Linked DNA regions of Sus scrofa: region 2 is linked to region 1. Evidence: chromatin contacts called from public Hi-C data. All regions are on one chromosome and are shown on one strand. The core of a region is the stretch at or near the end of the contact, and the rest is flanking DNA. Distances in the headings are between cores, read along the strand shown.

Region 1 (5,609 bases), core at 2,253-4,752:
CAGAGAACTGCTTTTCCTCTTTTTTGTTTCCACACCTCCAAAAACAAATTTCTTTTTAAACAACCAGGGCCTAGCTCAATGGAACACTGAAAACTCATGTCAATATGGAAAGGGTAGGGACCCTGCTTCTCCAGTGAGCTTATAAAAGCTGTGAATGGGAGCCAGGGGTGGAGGGAAAGAAAATAAATTCTGGTAATAAATTTCACTTGCTTGAGTTTTCAATTAAAAGTGGAAAAGGAGTTCCCATCGTGGCGGAATAGAAATGAATCTGACTAGGAACCATGAAGTTTCGGGTTCGATCCCTGGCCTCACTCAGTGGGCCAAGGATCTGGCATTGCTGTGAGCTGTGGTGTAGGTCACAGACTGGCTTGGATCCCCCGTTGCTGTGGCTCTGGTGTAGGCTGGCGGCTAAAACTCCAGTTGGACTCCTAGCCTGGGAACCTCCGCATGCTGCGGGTGTGGCCCTAAAAAGACAAAAAGACAAAAAAATAAAAAATTTAAAAAATAAAAGTGGAAAATACTGGAGTTCTCATTGTAGCTAAGCAGAAACAAACCCAACTAGTGTCTGTGAGGACGCAGGTTCAATCCCTGGCCTCGCTCAGTGGGTTAAGGATCCTATGAGCTGTGGTGTATGTCGCAGATGCAGCTTAGATCCCATGTTGATATGGCTGTGGTGTAGGTCCAGCAGCTGAAGATCTAGATTCAACCCACAGCCTGGGAACTTCCATTTGTCACAGGTGTGGCCCTAAAAAGCAAAAATTAATAAATAATAAATACATAAAAGTGGAAAATATATTTTCTACAACAAAAGTGAAACCATAGATGATTTCTTTTCTGTCATTGTCACTCTTGCATCCTTTAAGCTATAAAAGGTAAAAAATGGAATAAACAGAATGTGATTACATGTTTTCTTGTCACTGCCAGCTAAGGAAAGAATTTATGCAAAATGTACCCACAAAATTCAGTGCTTATAACAGTGTTTATGTTTTTTAAACTGTGTTGAGTGTGCTAATCTTAACTCCTTAACCAGATAATAAGTAGAGTCAGGTACAATTGAAAGGGATACAGATTAGTAGTTAAGAAGGAGGGCTCTGGGAGTTCCCGTCGTGGCGCAGTGGTTAACGAATCCGACTAGGAACCATGAAGTTGCGGGTTCGGTCCCTGCCCTTGCTCAGTGGGTTAACGATCCGGCGTTGCCGTGAGCTGTGGTGTAGGTTGCAGACGCGGCCCGGATCCCGCGTTGCTGTGGCTCTGGCGTAGGCCGGTGGCTACAGCTCCGATTCAACCCCTAGCCTGGGAACCTCCATATGCCTGGGAGTGGCCCAAGAAATAGCAACAACAACAACAACAAAAAAAAAAAAAAAAAAAAGAAGGAGGGCTCTGGAGCTTTTCTAATATGATCAGCTGTATGATCTTGAGCAAATTAATCTCCCTGAGTCTCATTTTCTTCAACTATAAAATGGAGATAACAATAGTACCTAGCAAGTAGGATTGGGGCGAAGTCCTTTGAACCAGTCATGCCCCATACACAGTGAGCACTCAATAAATATCAGTTATTATTATTTTGTATTCCCCTGGAGCATCCTTCCAAAAACCCAGATTCAGCCACCACCTCACAGCACTTTTCAAATACCTACAGGGGTTACTCCTTGTCACTGAGATAAAGGTCTTATCAGGCCAACTGAGACTCCCATGCACCATCCCCACTGCCCCCCTAACCAAGCCCCAGTGCATCTTGCTTTAGCTGCTGCTACAATGCCTTCATCCCCACCCCATGGCACCTGTTCTTCTGAAATCTTCCAAAAGTGTTTGGTTATTGGCATTGCTCCCTTACTAGAAATGAGACTGAAGGAGAACCATTCTCAGAGCCCAAACAGTGGTTGGTACATAATAAATGCTTGGGAAATATCTACTGAATGATTGAATGACATCACATCTATTAATTTTTTTCATGATTTAGATTAATTCCACCAATTCAAGCACGTAGGCTTTCTAGATACCCTGTATAAGATTAAACTTTCTTCTGGGCTCTAATAGAGTATTTCTTGGACAAGTTTTATTCACTAATATTTACTAACGGTAAAATTCACTAATAACATTTTTAAATAATAACAGCTAACGTTTAAGCAGTGCTTATGATGGGCCAGTTTCTTGGCATAAGTCAAACTCATTTAACCCTCACCACCCCACCTATAAGACAGGCACTGGGGTTTTGTTTTTTTTGTTTACGGTGGCTGTAGGTGATTTTTTTTTTTTTTCGTTGCACCCTTGCATCCTTTATGCTATGCCAGGGACTGAGTCCGAGCTGCAGCTGCGACCTAGGATGCAGCAGGACAATACAGGATCCTTTAACCCACTGCCCCACCGGGACCAAACATACACCTCCCCAGCCACGGGAGCCACTGCAGTGGAATTCTTAACCCAGTGTGCCACTGCAGGGACTCCTAGAGAGGTACTGTTTTTATTCCACTTTTTCAAATAAGGAAATTGAGACGCAGAGAAATAAAGAACTTGTCCAAAGTCACACAGATGGTAAGCGGAGGACACCGCTCTTCACCCAGGCCTGACTGTTGTTCCTTACCACTGTCTCTCCTGCAAGGAATCGCCTGATTCCCAGCTACGTAGCCCCTTCCCCCAGTTCCAAGGTCAGGGGCTCGAAGTAAGCAGAAAAGCAATTTAACTCAGTACACATTAACTCGTGGTTCCCTCCAGGCTACCACCCTTCTCTAAGGCTTCGGCTTGGCGTGCAAAACGAGTACCCACATCTTGCATCAAAGTTGTGCACTTCTGACGGGTCTCAAAGATGAGGCTGTGTTGTATTGGAGGGGGTCACCCACTGTCGTCGCGTGTTTCAAGACCCAAGCCACATTTCTGGCACTCCTAGAATCTGGCAATCTCGAACTCTCTTTTTAGCAAACACTGACCACGAACTGCCTCCCGGGCCTGCCAGCAAGTCAGATGCTTTGAATTCAACGAAGGCTTCGGCAGGTCAGATGACAACAGGAATAGTTTACCTCCTCCCCGCCTTAGGCAGCAGGACCAAGAAGTGGTTCAAACACATCCTTAAGCGCCCAGCGCTAGATCCTGCGCCGCTGCAGACCTGATCCAAGCCCCTCGTCCTGCTCCATGCCTAAAGCTCCGTGTCTCGACCCAGAGCTCCATCCTAAGTGCCAGGTTGGCGGCGCCGCACGCCTTCTCAGCTCTCTGCTGACTCAACCCGGGAAAGCGTAACTAACCTCTCGTTTTTTTCCGACCAGTCCAAGGACGCCCGCGTCCCGCCCCGCCCACCACTCAAGCCCCAGCCCCGCCTAAAGTTGCCCTTCTGGTTTGCGCCCGCGGGACGCGTCAGCGTGTCTCCCCGGGGTGTGGCTAAAGGACTTCAGCGACGCCTTTCTGAAGGGCGGCCCCCTCCGCAACCCGGAAAGGCAGATCCCGCGCGGCGGCGGCGGCGAGTCGGGCATGCTCACTGGCGCGGGCCGGGCCGGCAGCCCTGGCAGGAAGCGCCCGCGCTAGGCGGCCCCCGGCGCTGCCAGCTGGAGTCGGGCGGAGCCGGCGCCCCAGCGCAGGGTGGCTCCGCCAGTCCCCGCGCGCCTGGGCGGCCTCACACGTGTCCAGGCGTCACGTCCGCGCGCGCCCCCGGGGCTTGCGTCAGCTGCTGCTCCGGTAGCGGGTGGGCCGAGGTTCTGCGTACAGCTCGGCTTTGGGGCCACGACGCCGCGGGGAGGAGGAGTCTGGGGGTGCGGAGGGGAGTTCGGAGCTCCCGGGGCCGCAGAGATCGTCGGCGTGGTCCAGTCCCCCGCCTGCCCGGCGCCGACTGTCTTCACTGCTTGGTCCTGGGCTGGGCGCGGTGGCGTTGCCCCGGAGCCCGCCGCCCGCGGGGCGCGCACCGCCTTGACCCCGGCGGCCCCGCGGCAGGCAGGCGCCCGCAGTTCCATGGTTGGTTCAGAGCGCGATGAGCCGCCCGTCCTCCACCGGCCCCAGCGCTAACAAACCCTGCAACAAGCAGCCGCCGCCGCAGCCCCAGCACGCTCCGTCCCCGGCTGCGCCCCCGGCCGCCGCCACCATCTCGGCTGCGGGCCCCGGCTCGTCCGCGGTGCCCGCCGCGGCGGCGGTGATCTCGGGCCCCGGAGGCGGCGGCGGGGCTGGCCCGGTGTCCCCGCAGCACCACGAGCTGACCTCGCTCTTTGAGTGCCCGGTCTGCTTTGACTATGTCTTGCCCCCAATCCTGCAGTGCCAGGCCGGGCACCTGGTGTGTAACCAATGCCGCCAGAAGTTGAGCTGCTGCCCGACGTGCAGGGGCGCCCTGACGCCCAGCATCAGGAACCTGGCTATGGAGAAGGTGGCCTCGGCAGTCCTGTTTCCCTGCAAGGTAAGCTCAGGTGCCAGCTGCGCACTTTTCCCGGCGACCTGAAACTCCCTTATCCTCCAAACCACTCGCAGGCGCTGGGAGGCAGGCGGCATCTCTCTTATTTTAACAACAACAACAACAAAAGTTTACACCTTGTCCACCCTCCCCCATGCCCACCTGTCCACTTTGGGAGTAGCTTTGGGGTGACAGCTGCCCGATCACTGACCCCAGCCTAACTGGCACGCGATCGCTGTTCGAACACATCACAGCTCTCCCACCGGGAGCCTGCGTACTCTGCAGACGTGTACTTGGGTGTGCTTGGTAGAGCTGGGCCGCTCAAGTAAAACTTGGATCGGGAAGCTGACCATCTGTGAGGGATTGAAGAAGGGGAAAAGGGTAAACTAAACGCACCCTTTACCAGCACTGGCCTTGGAAGGAGTGGTACTAGATTCCTCCTGCATGGTTTTGCGCACCCCTGACACATGGGAGCCTTTTGCACACCCCTGACACGTGGGAGCCCTCCGGAATGAGGCTAAAAAAAGGGTACCTATAGCCTGTTTTCCTCCAACAATAAGAAAACCCTCTAAGCCATGCCTTTCCCTCTCCTAGCCTTCAGAGTTTTGTGTTTTGTTTTGTTTTTTACTAAGGGGTGAAAACAAGAGTTGATCAGGAATTTAACAGGAAGGGCATTCAGGAGCTGTTACAGTTCTTTAAAGAACATTGGTTTATTTTTTATTCAGTTTAAAAAGTTATCCATGCTCTTGAAAAAAAAAAAGAAAAAGCCAACTACTAAGACAAGAAAAAACAAGTGAAAGACCAAGACCTCTCACCTCCTCTCCCACCAGTGTCAGGTTTAGTGTGCATCTTCATAGGCTTTTTCTAACCATATATAAATATACTCTCCGCAGCTGAATATAGAACCCTAGAACCCTAGATGTCAGTGTGGGAAGGTTTATATATGCACACACAGACATAAGTGTTTCTCCAAAAATGGCTTCTTCAACTTGCTGTCTTAACTTCATATCATCGTGTTTTTCTATGTCTGAAACATAGCTCTACCTCACTGTATTTTAGAGGCTGTATAATACAGCATTGTGTGGTCATATGGTAATGTCTTGTTACTTAAAAATCTTCAGGAGCCATTTCAGAGAAATACCTATCTATATTACCTCATTATAATGTAGAATGTTGACCATAAAGTTCTTCTTCTAAACTTAATGTCGTTAATACTTTTGAGGGTTTGTTTGTTTGTTTGTAAAAG
Region 2 (5,609 bases), core at 1,423-3,922, 150 kb after region 1:
GTTAAGGATCTGGTGTTGCCATAGCTGCAGTGTAGGTCTCAGCTGCAGCTAGGATTTAATCCCTGCCCTGGAAACTTCCGTATGTTGTGGGTGTGGCCATAAAAAAAACAGTAATTGAAAAGAAGGTAAAAACAGTTCTCTCCTTTGTTAAGGATGGTAATTAGTGAAAAGTTGCACTTTACAGCACTCAGATTTCAAATGGAATTTAAAGAATTTTCACATATTTATCCTCAATTGTCTTAGCTTCCTCCTCTTTGCCAAACAAACTTGCAAATGAACACCCAAGAGATTCTACCAAAACCAGAAATCAAATATTCACTTTACTACACAGATTAATATCTGGGGGGAAGAAGTAACAAACAATAAACTAAATTAACCTGTATTTGGTAGGGCATAGGGAAGATTAATAAAGTTATTTCCCATCTATAGATTTTTTTAAGTGATGCACTTTGTATGTAACATGCTCTCAGGATGATTGCAAAAGAAAACACTTTTATTAGTACAAGTTTGTACTTTTCTTTCTTTCTTGCCTTTTGTCCTTTTTAGGGCTGCACCTGTGGCATATGCAGGTTCCCAGGCTAGGGATCTAATCGGAGCTGTAGCCACCGGCCTACACCAGAGCCACAGCAATGCCAGATCCAAGCCGTGTCTGCAACCTACACCACAGCTCATGGAAACGCCGGATCCTTAACCCACTGAGCGAGGCCAGGGATTGAACCTGCAACTTCATGGTTCCTAGTCAGATTCGTTTCCGCTTCGCCACAATGGGAACTCCCATGCCTTTCTAATTAAAGGAAAAAATAAAAAGGGAAACAAAAACTAAGTATCAAAAGTTCAACTGATTTAAGACCATTTTAAAAGTTTAATTTGAAGGACTGAATGCCCTTCCCTACATCTGCTTATACATTTCCAAAACTGTTATATACCTTACTGTGAGGTACATTCATTAAATTTTTGTGACAAGTGTTCTAATTCAAGCACTTGTAAAAGTGTATTTTGGAAATGCACAAGTGAAACCAAAAAATACAGAATAGAAAAATTACATAACTTGGAAAATGTGGTCTTTTTAAAATTACTTAAATACAAAAATATCACACTTAATCCTTAACAGTATTTTTAGGTTGGTAAGATGACTGCCACTTTCTAATGGAAAAAAAAAATATGCAGAGGAAAAAAATCAAAACGGTCAAGCCATAATTCCCATTTAGTATCATACATGATGATATATGCCAGGCACAGAGTAAACAGTACAGGGAATGAATTTTTTTCATTCAGAAAGAAATTGCAGGGTTTTTAGTTTTCACTCCAAAAATAAACACCATCCTATTTTCTGATTCTCTTCAAACGTTACTTAAATTGATTTAATTTTAAAGATTTGCTTAGACTCCAAAGATTAAGCAAAAAACTAGTTGGGTAAGTAGAAAATCTAAACTTTAGTACCGTTACATTAAAATATGAAGTTTGAAAAAAGATGATTTTAAATGCTTTATGGCCTCTAATCTGACCATCCTATACTGAAATAAAGTCATCTTTTGAGATACAGGTTCTAATTTCCACAATTTTACAATTTTGGTTTTTATTTTTAATCTGAGCCTTTCAAACCTTCTCCAACACCACTTACCTTAGCATGTGCATTACTGCTCTGCTTCCAATACTTAACTAGGTAACAACAAAACCACTTACAGAACACCGTCGAAAACCGCCGGGTTGGGGGTGAAAAGGGTTGTTTCCTCTAATTTTCTGAATGTCCAAGAGATTTGAAAGGTAGAAAGAGATGCCAGAGCAGGGAACTCCCTGGAGGTGCGAGTAAGAGGAATGGGGGAGAAGACCCAGTTGTCTGGGAGCGAGCGGTAGTCAGAAGAGCGAGGTGCTCCTTTGCAAAGACATTTTGGAAACTGCAAACTGAGAACGAGCCTCCCGGACCCATCCATGCCTATTAGCTGTCAGAATCCCTATTCCCTCACCCGACAGTCACCCCGGCAGATCCTGGAGAAAAAGGCGTTTGTCGCTAGCAGGTCCCCCCCAACGACCTGAGTTAACCTTCACCAAACGGGGCAGCGACGCCACCTGGCAAAACCCGCGAAAGGCTAGGAGAAAAGTGAACCAAGTGACAAACGCTGGAAGCTCCTGCGCCGACACTGCGCCGACTCATGCCCACCACCGCAGAAAGCCGGGTAGCCATGGCGTGACGCCGCCGCCCGGTGCTCCAAGCGTCCCCGCGTCTGCGCCTTTCAGCATTTAACCTTCTTGTGTCCTCTTTCCCCACTCCTCCCACTGTATAAAGCAAAAGAGAAGTGAGCGGTTGTGCTTGGAGGCAAGGAGGGCGGCCTGGCCATTTCCGAGAAGAGCTCGGGAGAGGGCAAGCAGCGGAAGGCTGCTGGCGCCGTTCTTCCGGACCAGGGACGGTTAAGTCCTCTGGGCCGTGAAGCAGGGGCCTCGAGTAGTGAAAGGCGCCGGGCAGAGGAACACCGGCGCGGCTGGGGCCCGGCACATATACTCACCATATCTGGAATTTGAGCAGCGGCCCCGTGGCGTACTGCATCTTTAATCTCTTGCCAGGCACGCCTCCCATGTTGGCCGAGGCATCGCTCCGGACCACCGCCGACGCCGCCACCAGGAAAAGTAGCAGAAGCCTCATCATAAACGTGCCAGCCACTCCAGCCGCCCTCACACTAAGACTGCAGCCAGCCCAAGGCCGAGCCGGAGCCGCGAGCTGCTCCCCACCGCGCAGGCGCGATCCGCCAAGGTCGGGTAGGGAAGCAGGAATGCGCCTGCGTGTTCCGGCGCCCGCGCACGCTCTGGGAGGGAGAGCTGACCTGTTTCACGGTCCTGACCCACCATCTTGGATGTTTGCAGAGGCTCTGGGATAGAGTGAGATGATTAGGGAGGGACCTAAACAGCTGGTGGGACGTCAACGTAGCCTATTAATTATACCTCCTGACTACACCTGAGTTCCACATACACTTTCATGTAATTCGGACATTTATCTCCCTTGAGGCACTTAGGGACAGCTGTTTAACAGCTTTGATTCACGTGTGGGAGATACAAGAGAAAGCCTACGCCTTAAGATACATAATGTTTCACTCTTTGGTTGCGTGCTGCAGCCTTTTGTTTAAACTTGCAATATTGCTCTCGCCTAGAAGAATTTTTTTTGAAGACCTTTGGAAATCTTCAAATACAAGAAAATAATTACCTTAACTTGTCAACGACCTTTAACAATTACTGGCATTTGGGTATCTTACTTCTGTATAGCTCTAACCACTTCTCCACCAGAGAAGAAAATATCAGACATATTACCTCATCTATAGATTTTTAAAAGCATGTATCTCTAAAAGATATTCTTTTGGTGGTATTCTTGACCACAATACAATACCACCTTAAAAAAATTATTACTTAGTACCAAAATATTCACTGTTTAAATTTCCTGTCTTAATGTTTATTTTTTTATTGTTCATTTGTTCAAATCGGGACCAAAATTAAGTCTCAAAATTAATAAATGTCAGTCATTCTGGATCATTTAGCCCAGGTATTACAGTTATAAAATACATCAGTTATGAGTTCAAGAAACAGTAAGTTCTCAATAAATGCATATTCCTATAGTTCCTAATAGCCAATAACTTGAATGTAAGCACATGAACAAAAATTGTTTCCTAGGAGTTCCTATTGCAGCTCAGCAGGTTAAGAACCAACTAGTATCCATGAGGAGGCTGATTCAATCCCTGGCCTTGCTTAGTGGGTTAAGGATCTGGCATTGTGGGGAGCTGTGGTGTAGGTCTCAGATCCAGCTTGGATCTGGCTTGCTGTGGCTGCAGCGTAGACTTGCAGCTGCAGCTCTGATTCAACCCCTAGCCTGGGAACCTCCATATGCTGTGAGTGCGGCCCTAAAAAGAAAAAAAAAAAAAGTTTTCTAGTTCCTAGGAGTTCTCTTGTGGCACAGTGAGTTAAGGATTGGTTTTATCCCTGCAGGGGCTTGGGCTACTGGGTTTTATCCTTGGCCTGGGAACTTACATATGCTACAGGCACAGCCAAAAAAAAAGAAAAAAATTGTTTCCTAATTTAAGGATATAAAGTCAAAACACTTCATAATAGGGAGTTCGCATTGTGGCTCAGTGGTTAACGAATCCGACTAGGAACCATGAGGTTGTGGGTTCGATCCCTTGCCTTGCTCAGTGGGTTAAAGATCCAGCATTACCGTGAGCTGTGGTGTAGGTCACAGACGCCGCTCGGATCCTGAGTTGCTGTGGCTCTGGCTCCAATTGGACCCCTAGCCTGGGAACCTTCATATGCCACCGGAGCAGCCCAAGAAATGGAAAAAAAGACAAACAAACAAAAAAAAACCCCACTTCATAATAGTTGATTTCAGCTCAAACTTTAAGTGACTAAAAAGAAATCATATTTTAGGAGAAAAAGAACTGCAAAACCAAAGCCTACAAATGTTTTTAGTAATCACACTGATAGTGAGACTATTTTGTTTGTATTATTATTTGAAACTGAGTCCCCCTAAAAAACTGAGTTCTCCTAATGAGTATGATTAAACTTTCTAACTAAAGCTTTATTGTTTCTTGTCCTGCCTCTCTGTTCCCCTAAGGGTTGAGGAGTATCAAAGTGCAGATTGAAACTGAGCAAAACCATTTAGTGCCCCTCCCATGTACAAAAGCCCATCTGTGTCCTCTATTTCTTGTTTGTGGAAAAAAGACTTTAGTCTCCTAGGCTGAAGTTCCAAAGAGCAGACTCAAGCAATTACTAACTAAAGAAGTGAGGTAATGCAGAAACAAAGAAATCAGTCAAGTGAAAAAAGTAATAGCAACAGAGTTAGAGGACTCCTGAAGGAATATTTAATAATCCTATGCCTCACTCTCTGTTGTTCTGCAGAAACTAAGTCCCCTCCCATCCAGGCAGAAGATGGTGACAACATTCTGGCCATAAGGATATAGACCCCAGACTGGCTGGAACCAGAAGGTTGATGATTAAGTTTCCCCAAACATCATCCTGACCACCAATCAACCAGAAGAAAGTCCACAAGCTGGTCACATACCCTGCAACTGTCATCCCAATTCTGGCTTCAAAAGCCCTTCCCTGGAGTTTCCACTGTGGCACAGCAGGTTATCCTTCATTGTCTTTGCAGCAACTCGGGTTCTACTGAGGCAAGTGTTCCATCCCTGGCCCCAGGAACTTCCATATGCTGCGGGTATGGACAAAAAAATAAAAGTAAATGCCCTTTCCTGAAAGCCATAAGGGAGTTCAAGTCTTTTGAGTATTACCTACCTATTCTTCTTGCTTGGTGCCCTGCAATAAACACTGAACTTTTCTTACCACAACCTAGAGTAAGTAGACTGGCTTCGCTGCTCATGGGGCTCATGGGCCCAAGTTCCACTCAGTAACACATTCTAAGACTATTGCATGTAATGTGGTAAAACAAAGCAGGACCCTGAGGGGCCCTCTTGGTCACAAAAACCTTTTTGTGTCCCCCATTTCTAATTTGTAGGAAATACGTTTCATTCAGCTTCCTTGGCTTTCCTTGAGTTCCAAAGGGCAGATTCAAATAGGGGAGAAAGGGAATGCAGAAACAAGGGAGAAGCAGTCAGGAAACAATAGTGTAGACCTGCAGC

Evidence for each region. Hi-C and Micro-C count contacts between places; a contact is called where the count stands out from the background.
Region 2: a contact with region 1 is called in a Hi-C map of skeletal muscle, with 4 times the contacts expected there. The contact joins the promoter of SELENOT here to the promoter of SIAH2 in region 1. A contact is called at or near these places in 5 of 47 Hi-C or Micro-C datasets (fetal skeletal muscle, heart right ventricle, liver and 1 more) and 2 of 2 datasets of contacts at active chromatin or transcription factors (alveolar macrophages and skeletal muscle).

Annotation. Positions count from the first base shown.
Region 1 is chr13:90,969,431-90,975,039 of Sscrofa11.1, reverse strand. It overlaps SIAH2 (E3 ubiquitin-protein ligase SIAH2), which reads left to right and starts at 3,502. Exons shown (of 2, transcript XM_003358611.4): 1 at 3,502-4,369. The coding sequence starts at 3,953.
Region 2 is chr13:90,815,472-90,821,080 of Sscrofa11.1, reverse strand. It overlaps SELENOT (selenoprotein T), which reads right to left and starts at 2,672. Exons shown (of 5, transcript NM_001163408.1): 1 at 2,502-2,672. The coding sequence starts at 2,638. It also overlaps the pseudogene LOC102163661.